Linked DNA regions of Gossypium hirsutum: all the other regions are linked to region 4. Evidence: chromatin contacts called from public Hi-C data. All regions are on one chromosome and are shown on one strand. The core of a region is the stretch at or near the end of the contact, and the rest is flanking DNA. Distances in the headings are between cores, read along the strand shown. Region 1 holds the start of LOC107886143 (malate dehydrogenase, chloroplastic). Region 2 holds the start of LOC107886106 (two-component response regulator-like APRR1). Region 3 holds the start of LOC107897682 (geranylgeranyl diphosphate reductase, chloroplastic). Region 4 holds the start of LOC121203592 (transcription factor MYB34).

Region 1 (2,700 bases), core at 192-2,691, 470 kb after region 4:
TATAAGTCTAAAATATTAATAAAATACTTTCTCTAACTTTGGATTTGTGGTCCCAAAACCACTGTTCTGACTAGGCCCAAAATCGAGCTGTTACAATAACCATTTTATTAATTTTAATATTATTTTAATTACCTTGTTAATGTCAAAAATTAAAATAATATATAAAAAATATTTTTATTAAGTTTTGTCTTCAAATTTTTTGAAATTGAATAGCAAAACACAACAAAAAAAAATAATTTTAGCCAGAAAATTCAATCAAATAAAAGTAAAAAGACAAAAATCAATGTAAAGTAAAAACATAGCGGTAAATTTACTTTTAATTCATACATATCAATGAAAGTAAAATATTACGTCTAAAGTAGTGGCAAATTAACATAATAACCTTTTAAATTATTAAAATATTAATTTTACAAAAAAAATTATGTAAATGTGTAAAATTAACTTATTTTTTACGATGAATCCTCCAAATTTAATATGTTTTACTATATGTTTTCAATAAATAAAAAAGAGGAAACCATAAGAAATTATTATTACAAGTTGTCGAATAAAATGAACAAAATAAAAAGTAACCAAAATATCTAGCAAAAAAGAAAATGCTTTATTAGTAAATTGTTCCCTGAATTATACTTTAATTTTTAGTTAATTATACCAAACATCCCAAGTTATGATTCTTATTTTAAATTAATCCCTAAACTTTAAAACACCCTAATTACTTCCTAAACTATTGATGTTATATTAGTAAGATCCTTTCGTTATTAAAATTGTCATTTTAACCGTTAAATAGACTCATCTGTCATAATTTAAAATAAAAATGAATATTGCAAAAATCTTGGATTTGAGATTTTTAAAATTTTTAAAGAAACTTTTTCCTTCACTCTCTCTTTCTTCAATTTTATTTTATTTTAGTTTTTAATTTTAAAAGTTGTGAGACAATATTTTATTTTTTTAAAAAAATTATTTTAAATTGTCATATAAGATTTAATGTTTTATTTAATGGTTAAATTAGCGATATTAATAATGAAATGACTTGATTGATATAACACCGATAGTTGAGCATGTAATTAGAATGTTTTAAACCTTAGAGATCAATTTAAAATGAGGGTCATAATTTAGGGATGTTTAGTGTAATTAATTCTTAATTTTTACATTAAATTTTAGAAGTTTTTTTCGGTAAATTAATTAGTAGTCATCTAATTATGTTTTTTTTTTGGTTGCTCAAATTATCTTGAGTTTATCGGAGTTTTTGTTTTTATGTTAGTCAAACTAAAAAATATATAAAATTAAATAGTTAAGTAATTATTTTATAATTTTTTATATTTAGGTGATAAAAGAATTTATTAATAATTAGATCATCATTTTATAATTTTTTATAATTTAGTAAAAAAATCATTAATACGTCACCTCTATTATTTATTTATCATTTCTGTGAAAAGGAAAAACAAAATACTTTGATTAAAGAGAAAAAAAAAGGAAAAAAGGAAAGAAAGAGGAATTAAAAAGGGTCGGAAAAGGCAAGCAAATCTTAGCTGTAGAAAGTAGAAACCATCCATTCAACCATCGGCCACAATTTCTTCTTGGCAAGCCAACAAAAACTTGAAATAATCTAAAACAAAATCAAACACTTTTTGGTAGATTCTTTCCAGGTAGCGGCGGTGTATTCGGTACACACTCAAAAATATAATTGTAACTCCAGGCCAGAAAGAGTAGGTGAAAGTCCAAAATTTTGGTGCCTTGTTCGAAGTTTATTGGTCCAGTTTCTCCTATAAATACCAAAAGCCGAATTAAAAAGCCTATTTTTTTTCTTACATATCACTTTGCTTCCCTTAAGTTAAGCGTGCTCTCTCTCCATCTCTCTCTCTCCCCCCCATTTCAGATCTCAAAGGTTTGTTTCCTTTTCTTAACTAGTTTCTGATCTTTATTTCCAGTTGTAATTCTTGAATTCTAAGCTATGGGGTTTGTTTCTTTGTCCAAATATAATTTGGGTTTTGTTTATTAATCCGAACCATTATCTGGGTTTGCTCTGTTTGCTTGTCTCTGATAGTCATTTTATTGCTTTCTTCTAAGATGCAATATTGATTAGATCTATACTATCGGTTTCTTTATTTCATTGACATTTCTTTCATTTTTTCGAGCTTGGAATTTGGAAACATAGTGTTCTGGTTGGGTATCTCTTGAAATGTTGGGCATTGTGTTTCTGGATTTTTCTTATGTTGCCTTGAGTTAAATGTTTGGGAGAAGAGATGAACTCATCTTTTGATGCTTTGGAGGAATTGTTTGAAGATAAACCCGGTTATTATTTTCAATGATTTGTGAAAAGGGGTTCCTGAATATTGAAATTCCTGAAATCAACATTCAATTTGGGGATTATCCATAAGGGATATTTGATGCCGTTCACATGATTATTTATTTCAAGTTTGTGAAACTAATGTTGAGAATGTGATTAATGGAAGGAATATGGTAACTCACACCAAGTTAACCAGATATGGCGTCCAATTTTAAATAGAAGAAACCTGATTTGCCTTTTTGAATAAAATTGTAATTTGTTATTGACTAGACGTGTGCTTTGAAAGAAGTGGGATCTCGGCATTTTTCTATTCGGTTATAGGAGCTAATTTTCTGACCAGGATTTTGTATAATGAATACAAAATTGATACGTTTGGTTTCATAGAATAAGTCCCTTGCTATTGTTTTCTGGCTATG
Region 2 (2,700 bases), core at 62-2,561, 370 kb before region 4:
TTTATCAAGTTTCTCAAATTAAGCTCCCATGAAGCAAAGCAAGTCGAAACAAAAGACTAGATTCAGTAAGCAAAAGTAGCATAATCAGAAAATAACATAATGAACTTATAGAAGAGAATAATATATACACACACGCAAATAATCATTTACAGCTGACAGAATCAACTTCTTTTACATATCATTTATTTTTTCAAAACTATAATAGCAAATTTTCAACTGTACTTTAACCTTCAGAGTCCTAAATGAAAATTCAACCAGTACCATCAGTTGCACTTCAACAGCCATTTAAATCACACAATTCAAACAAAACAAAACAAAAACAAATAAATTAACAAATAAACTCAACAGATACAAATCATAAAATTTGACTCCAAATACCCAATAACCAACAAGAACAACAACAATAAAATCAGCATAAATAAATAAACATATTCTACAACTCAATAAGATATGAGGAAAAAAAATAAACATATTAATAAAAGCTCAGTATACCCTGATAAGAACATTTCAAAAGAAGTGAAAAAACTTCCTCACAGCTCTTGGTATCATTATCACATAGCAAAATCCTCACTTTGCTCCTATCTATAAACCCATTTCCTGCTCCTCCTGCTTTAAGCTCTTTATTCAAATTCAGTTCTTTGCTCTCCATATTTCTACAACCCAGAAAAAATATCACTTTAAATTTCTTTTTCCCAATCAATATCTCACAAAACAACAAATCCCCAGAAAACCCTTTTTTTCTAAATTAAAAAATTGACCAAAAAAAAAGGGTAAGCACTAAAGAAAGCCCAAGATAATCATCTTCCCTCCAACAATCCGAATTGGAGACAAAATTGGGGTTAGGGTTTCCAATTTTCCAGAGCCCATCTTCAGATTGAATCCCTTTTTTCCCCGTCCGTACGCTCCCACCTAATAAAACACTATAAGTGAAATAAGTTACTAATTTCCCCCATTCTTAAATGAATCCCTTTCCATTAACGGCAAGCAAAAGCTCAAGTGGACCCAATCGGACGGTCGGATATAAGGATGGCGACAGCCATCAACGACTCAAATTTGAGCTTAACAAGGATCTGATACACACGTTAACATAACTCCAATAGGGAAGGGGCGAAGGAGAGGCTTTTCTCAATTTCTGCTAAAAGTGCGTTTTTTTTTTTTTTTTTTGGTGTGGGTGTGTGTCGTGTTTTTCAGACAGATATTTTTTAGAAGATAGAATTTGGGGTATGCTGGGAGTGGCTAACGTACGCCGGATAAGGGAGGTGAGATTTGGAACGTTGGATTAGAGTGAGGAAAATCGGAAGAGGAGTGCGTAGTGCGCATGGTGGAGTGCGATAGAAGAGATAATGACGTGGCAAAATGGGGGACCGCGTAGTGAGAAAGTGGATGAAAAAGCGAAAGCGCAAGATGAGAAAGGTCATGTGAGAAGCCAATCCCAATAGCACACGTGTCTAAAATAAGGTTAGGTTTAGTTTTGTTTAATAAAAAGGGTTTGCTTTCTAATTGCATTGGTTATATATAGTTTGCTAAGTCATCCTTTTCTTTTGAAGTTGTCCCATTCACCACTATTTCTTTTTAATTGCGTTAAGCCCTTAATTTATGGCATGCAAGGTAAAATTTAGACATCACAATAGAATAGGATGGGATAATTTTACATCCTCAAAACTTATCTTTATCTCCTTTAATCCAATTTTATTCCAATCTTCAAAACAAATGATTCAATTTATATGCTCCGATAGATTGAGTTGATATCATGAATTAATCGAGTATTAACTCGATTAAAAAACTACACATATGTCCTTTTATTAAATAATTATTATTATTTTGATAGTCTTTTTATAATTTTAAATAAAAGCATGTGTATATGTGTTTAATAAATTTACAAACAAATTTTTTATCACTACACCAATAATAATCTTTGACTAAATTTTAAAAAAAATTAACTTCTAACATAAAATGTTTTCTCTCACCAACTTTGTATATATATAGATAATATTTTTGATCGCCTTGGTGTTACATGTTAGATTTTATTAAAATAAATCTACAATATAACTTAATAAACTAGGATCTGTCATGTCAAATTATTAAGAATAAATCAAGAACAAAACTAGATGCGGAAACGTACCTGAATCCATGGATTTCTTGAAACTTTCTGGAACTTGGGGATTTGATCTTCCAAATTAGCACACAAGAAATTCAAAGAATATCTGCTCTCTCTTTCCTAATGATGGGATATTAGAAAAGATATCTTGTGTATAATTTGGGGACCATAACCCTAATGTTTATAACCTTAGCATTCAAATTCTAATTAGCCCATCATTAATTAGAATTTGATTAGAAGAGTATCTACACATATTTGACCCATAATTTATTTAATAATTAAAAGCCCAATAAAATTTTAACCAAATTAGATCACTTTTAATTTGGGCTAACCTATCATGATAGTAAATAATAACATGTACTTATCCTTATTATATATGTGATGTCCAAATTTTCCAACAATCTCCCACTTGGACCACATACATATACTAATTATTTTATAATTACATGTCATTATATAACCTTATGAGCTCAAAATTTTACTATCATATCCAAAAGGCATTCCGTACGATCTCGTCCATTAATTATGTTAACATAGAACCAAGGCGACTTTCGTTACAAATATCGTAACTAAATCCATCTATGATCACGTATATTAACACA
Region 3 (2,700 bases), core at 15-2,514, 420 kb after region 4:
ATTAAATATATTTCCTCATAGATTTTTTTACGATAAAACCGTCATGGTTAGTAGTAATGACTTTAACTGGATTAGAATGAGGTTGAGAAAATTATTTAATTGGAAAACTAATTTAGTTAATTTGATTAATGAAATTAATTAAATAAAATAATATTTATTTTGAGAAATAATAAATAAATATTGGGTTGGATTAAATTATCAAGTGTTAGAGTAGGAGAGTATTTTCTATTAAATAAACATTATTTGTGCTATTTTTATTTAACTAGGATTCTTCTATTTCTCCTTATAAATAAATATTATTTACTACCTTTAGAGGGCTTTCATATTCTGGTGAAAGCACATCTTATAGAACGCGTTTTTGTCCTATCCTAATGCCACGTCACCTGAAAATGTGTCATATAGGTTGCGTTTTTGCCTTTTCTTTCCAAAATCGACTTATTATTCTAATTTTTTTTTATTAAAATGACCTAAATCCCTAATTTTGTTTTAAGTTTAACATATATCCCTAATTTTCCCACGTATGTTTGGCTTCTTAATTTTACAAGATTTACTAAAATCAAATAAATAAGTTTGGAAAAGTGCTTTAATTAAATCTAAATTTAATAATTTTAAAAACAATATAAAACTAAGATACAAACAATTTATTAAATTTTAAAAAATTAATATATTATAATGTATAAAAATATATAAAATAAATAGATTCACATATATTTAAACTGTTTGACAATATATAATTGTAGGTTAATATTTGATATATTCATCATCTATCCTTTTATGTATTGTGGATAAAATGATAACACAACGTTAAAAATTTAAGTGGTCAAATATAATCTTATAACTATTATATTTGTGATTTAAAATTTTAATCGAATTAAATATCGATTGGATCAAAAATCGATTAAGGTATTGATTCGAAAAGTAATTTTAAATAAATTAGATTATGAATTTACACATAACAGTTAAACTTATTAAAAATTCGATTAAATCAACAATTAAATAATTTAAAAAAAAATTAATTGAAAAGCATAAAACTTTAAATCCTATTTAAAAGATAATGATTTTATGATCTGAACCAGAAAAAAATAGAGTGATAAATGCCTACCAAAAATATCTTATGTTATTTTCACACTTTATATTATATTTAAAATAGAGGTGCATGCAGAAAGGTAACGGACGTATTTACCAGAAAAAGAGTGCATGACGTGGCACAAAGCTAACCATAGAATACATCGAATCTCAACTCTCAACTGCAATTTCTGCACAAAACTCGAAATCTATCTCTTAATATCCACAACCCAATCTCCACCGTCTATTTTCCAAATCCAACGGTCACTTCCTTCTCATATCCCCAACCATATCCACCTTTTTATTACAAAAACAAATACACTCCCACTGAAGATTTCATTTCCTCAGTTCTGACATTTCTCAAAAATGAGCTCCATTGCTTTCAAGCCCTTCCACGGCCTCCGCCATAGCTCCGCCGTCCACAGCCCCACTTCCACTACCACCACCCTTTCCAAACCTGCTGTCAAATTCCATGTGTCAGCCGCCAAAACTTCTCCAAAACTAAGCAACCGCAACCTCAGGGTAGCCATCATAGGGGGTGGTCCGGCAGGAGGCTCAGCCGCCGAAACTCTCGCGAAGGCTGGCATAGAAACGTTCCTAATCGAACGAAAACTGGACAACTGCAAACCTTGCGGCGGAGCCATCCCGCTTTGCATGGTGGGTGAATTTGACTTGCCTTTGGATATCATCGACCGGCGAGTCACCAAGATGAAGATGATTTCGCCCTCCAACATTGCCGTCGACATCGGGCAAACGTTGAAACCACATGAATACATTGGGATGGTGAGAAGAGAAGTACTGGACGCTTACTTGAGAGACAGAGCTAAGGAGAATGGAGCTAACGTTATAAATGGGCTGTTCTTAAAGATGGATATGCCTAAACATTGGGAAGAACCCTATGTTTTGCATTACACCGAGTATGATGGGAAGAAAGGAGCTATGGGAGCCAAAGCCACTTTGGAAGTCGATGCTGTGATTGGAGCTGATGGCGCTAACTCTCGTGTTGCTAAAGCCATTAATGCTGGCGATTATGATTACGCCATTGCATTTCAGGTACATGCATATGTAATATATATTGTTCTGAGACAGATTTCAATTTTCTTTTACAAATATTTTTACCCATTTTCGAGTTATTTGTTGTTGATTTGCTTATTTTTCCCGAGAATCCATGTATGAATAAGTAGAAATTAGGATCATAATTGAACACCCTTTCACATATAAGTTGGGGATTTAAACTTGAAATCTAACAGTAGCAAAGGCTTCTCTTTACCATTGGGATGCTTAAGTATGCTTATTAATGTAGTACTATTATTTGATGTTTGTTGGTTGAGTGTTGGTAAAGAGCTCAATGTCCCCTTAAACAAGATCTCAGGTTCTTATTCAATGCATGGTTTAGCTCAAAATATTCATTGTGGGGCTCATCCTTTTTGTGGAAGTGTTTCTTTTCCACTAAATTTATAGAAAGACAATAGTTTATAGAGTTAAATATATGCACTAAATTTATAGAAAGGAAGTAATCTATAGGGTTAACCGGTCAAGCGACGAACACTAATTGGTCCTTTTTATTTGGATATAAAAGACTGGGATCACAATCTGAAAGTAGGGGAAGGGGCTGCAGATGCTAGAGATTCTAAT
Region 4 (2,700 bases), core at 198-2,697:
ACTAAAAATAGTTTTAGACAGCAGTAGAGACTCTATTTTGAAAATTCACCAAAAAGAATAGGAAATGATTTAGAGGGTGAATCAAATATGAAACTAAAGCTTATTGAGTCTAGTTTTGCATGGAAGAAACAATGTAAGAAATGAAATTTTATATTTTGAGATATATTATTTGTTGTGGGATAAGGTCAGAATGGATTCGAGTCCTCGTATTATGAGTTTGGAAAATCATAAAAAATTTTAAATATATTATTAGGGGATTAAATTTATATGTTTAAATTATTAATGATTCTATTTTCAAGAGAATAAAATAGAAACATTATCTAAACCCCGTACTAAGAGATAATTAATTTTTAGTAAAGAAAGGTCGAAGCTGTCAAGTAGCAGAATAGGGGCAAATTTGAAGAATTTAATTTACTGGTTGGATAAAGTAAAAATTCTGAAATTTTTATGGTAAAAATATATTTGAGTCTAGTTTCAAAAACATCAAGCGAATCTTAATTTCGAAATCTTTAGCTCAAGATATAAATAATTTAGTGACTATGACACAAGTGGACAACTTTGATATGAACACATAAGTAAATAGTTGAATTATAGTTAATGTTACGTATAAACATGTCATGCTAAAAACTAAATATCCTAATATATATACATAAAGGATGAGGAGGAAAAAATAGTAGATGAATTTAAAATGTTACAAAATGGTTATAAGTGATGGAATGATTAATACATGTGAGAATGTTTAAATGAATTGATAAAATAATAAATGAATAATTGTTAATTGATTTGATTTTGGAATATTGGCTAAAATTTTATGAATAATTAAATTAATTGGAACAATTTAGAAATAAATATGAAATATACATAAAATGAGTAAACTACTTTAAAAGTGCAAGTCCTCCAATGGACTTATTTGTAAAACTTTAATAATTGTGTTATTTTTATAAATTTTGTTATATTTGATTGAATATCATATATGTTTTAATGAGATCCTTTAACTCATAAATAGTTATTTCATAAATTCAATTGTTACTAAAATGAGTAAAACGGTCTTCAATAATCAAATAATAAGATAAATCAATCTGAAATTTCTATAATTACTTTGACAAAGAATATGATATTTTGATACCTTAACCTAACAATCGGATCGAATATTGAGGTATTACATTCTAAACAGACAAACTCTTAAAATAATTCTTTATCTTAAATCATCACCAATGGTAATAAAGAAACAGTAACAATTTTAAGTTCTAGATTTTAATGAGTTCTTTGAGAATTATTTTAATTTAAGTTAGATGTATTTTGCTTCTTAATCTAGTTATTCATTGTATTGATTAATTGCAATTATATCTATTTCAACAGTGTGAATGCAATTATAATTTTTTTAAAAATAAACTCTTAGCTTAAGTTATTAGAAAAATCAAACAAGGATTGCCCAAATTTAAATTAAATATGATTTTATTTTAGAGTCTAATTTAATGATATATATAATATAAATTATTGATTTAATTCGATTTACAAAATTATATATATTTAACATCTAATTTTTTAAATATAAATAAAAAATAGTTTAAAAATATTATATTAATTAAGTTTAATAACTTATTTTAATGGTCATATTTTCCATGAAATTTTAATAATCATATTTAATATATTTTAAATATAAATATAAAAATATAAAAAAATAAATTAATTTAAAAAATAAAAAAATTTATATCAATAATCGGCATGAAAGCATAATAATTAGTATTGCCTGATACAGCTGATTCTATCAATACCAAAATCGAAGAAAGTATATTACTAGTAATTTTGTTAGGAGTACAACTACAATATAAAAAATTATTACATTCGAATCACTAATATAAAATTTTCTAAACTAGAATAATTTTATACAAAAACGATGAAATTTAAATTAAAATAAATATGGATAGAATTTTACGAAAAACAAAAATCAATCTTAGACACTTACGAATTTTAAGCCTCAACCTTTGTTAATTATTCCAATACTTAATTCTGTGATATGTAGAACGTAAATTCTCCTTCCTCCCTATAGTCTGCTACCCTAGCACGTCTCTGTCTGCTTTCTCTGGCAGAATTTAGGTTTTTTTGTTCTTTCAGTCTTTGTTCAAATCAAACGGCATGATTTGCTTTTTGATTCTCTGATTAGTATTTTGGTATACTCATTCGTAATTGGTAGGAAATTGTTAGGAAAATATGGAGGTAGAATTTGCTGGATTAACAATTAATGAGGAGGAAGATGAGATCTTGCAACTTCAAGTTGAGCAAACTGCAGAAAGGATGATGGGAGTATCTACGTTAGTGGGTTGTTTTTTGACAGCTAGTACAATCCACTTTAAGCAATGAAAAATACCATGGGCAATCTGTGGCATCCGGTAAGGGGTGTTCAAATTCGAGATTTAGGAGAAAAAAAGGTATTTGTTTCAGTTTTTTCATGTTATGGATATGGAAAGGGTGTTAAAGGGTTCTCCTTGGACTTTCAATAATCATTTATTGTTATTATATCAATTGCAGTGGGGAGAAGATCCCCTAAAAGTCCCTCTTATTTATTCTCCCTTTTGGGTTCAAATTAATAATATCCCTATTGGCTTCTATTCTGAGAACCTGGCAGCACAAATTCGAAACTTTATAGGGGTCTTCATGGAGTATGATGGCTCTAGTTTGGGGAAGGAGAACCGTAACTAT

The links. Hi-C and Micro-C count contacts between places; a contact is called where the count stands out from the background.
Region 1: a contact with region 4 is called in a Hi-C map of leaf, with 2.5 times the contacts expected there. The contact joins the promoter of LOC107886143 here to the promoter of LOC121203592 in region 4. A contact is called at or near these places in 8 of 34 Hi-C or Micro-C datasets (callus, hypocotyl, leaf and 1 more).
Region 2: a Hi-C map of leaf shows a contact between it and region 4, with 10 times the contacts expected there. The contact joins the promoter of LOC107886106 here to the promoter of LOC121203592 in region 4. A contact is called at or near these places in 9 of 34 Hi-C or Micro-C datasets (callus, hypocotyl, leaf and 1 more).
Region 3: a contact with region 4 is called in a Hi-C map of leaf, with 4 times the contacts expected there. The contact joins the promoter of LOC107897682 here to the promoter of LOC121203592 in region 4. A contact is called at or near these places in 7 of 34 Hi-C or Micro-C datasets (hypocotyl and leaf).

The regions. Positions count from the first base shown.
Region 1 is chrA03:18,019,328-18,022,027 of Gossypium_hirsutum_v2.1, reverse strand. LOC107886143 (malate dehydrogenase, chloroplastic) reads left to right here and starts at 1,441. Exons shown (of 2, transcript XM_041096753.1): 1 at 1,441-1,882.
Region 2 is chrA03:18,859,359-18,862,058 of Gossypium_hirsutum_v2.1, reverse strand. LOC107886106 (two-component response regulator-like APRR1) reads right to left here and starts at 1,311. Exons shown (of 6, transcript XM_016809943.2): 1 at 493-1,311. The coding sequence starts at 649.
Region 3 is chrA03:18,061,284-18,063,983 of Gossypium_hirsutum_v2.1, reverse strand. LOC107897682 (geranylgeranyl diphosphate reductase, chloroplastic) reads left to right here and starts at 1,264. Exons shown (of 2, transcript XM_016823212.2): 1 at 1,264-2,118. The coding sequence starts at 1,432.
Region 4 is chrA03:18,485,709-18,488,408 of Gossypium_hirsutum_v2.1, reverse strand. It overlaps LOC121203592 (transcription factor MYB34), which reads right to left and starts at 1,447. Exons shown (of 3, transcript XM_041096780.1): 1 at 1-1,447. It overlaps LOC121219118 (a long non-coding RNA gene), which reads right to left. Exons shown (of 3, transcript XR_005915840.1): 3 at 1,781-2,700.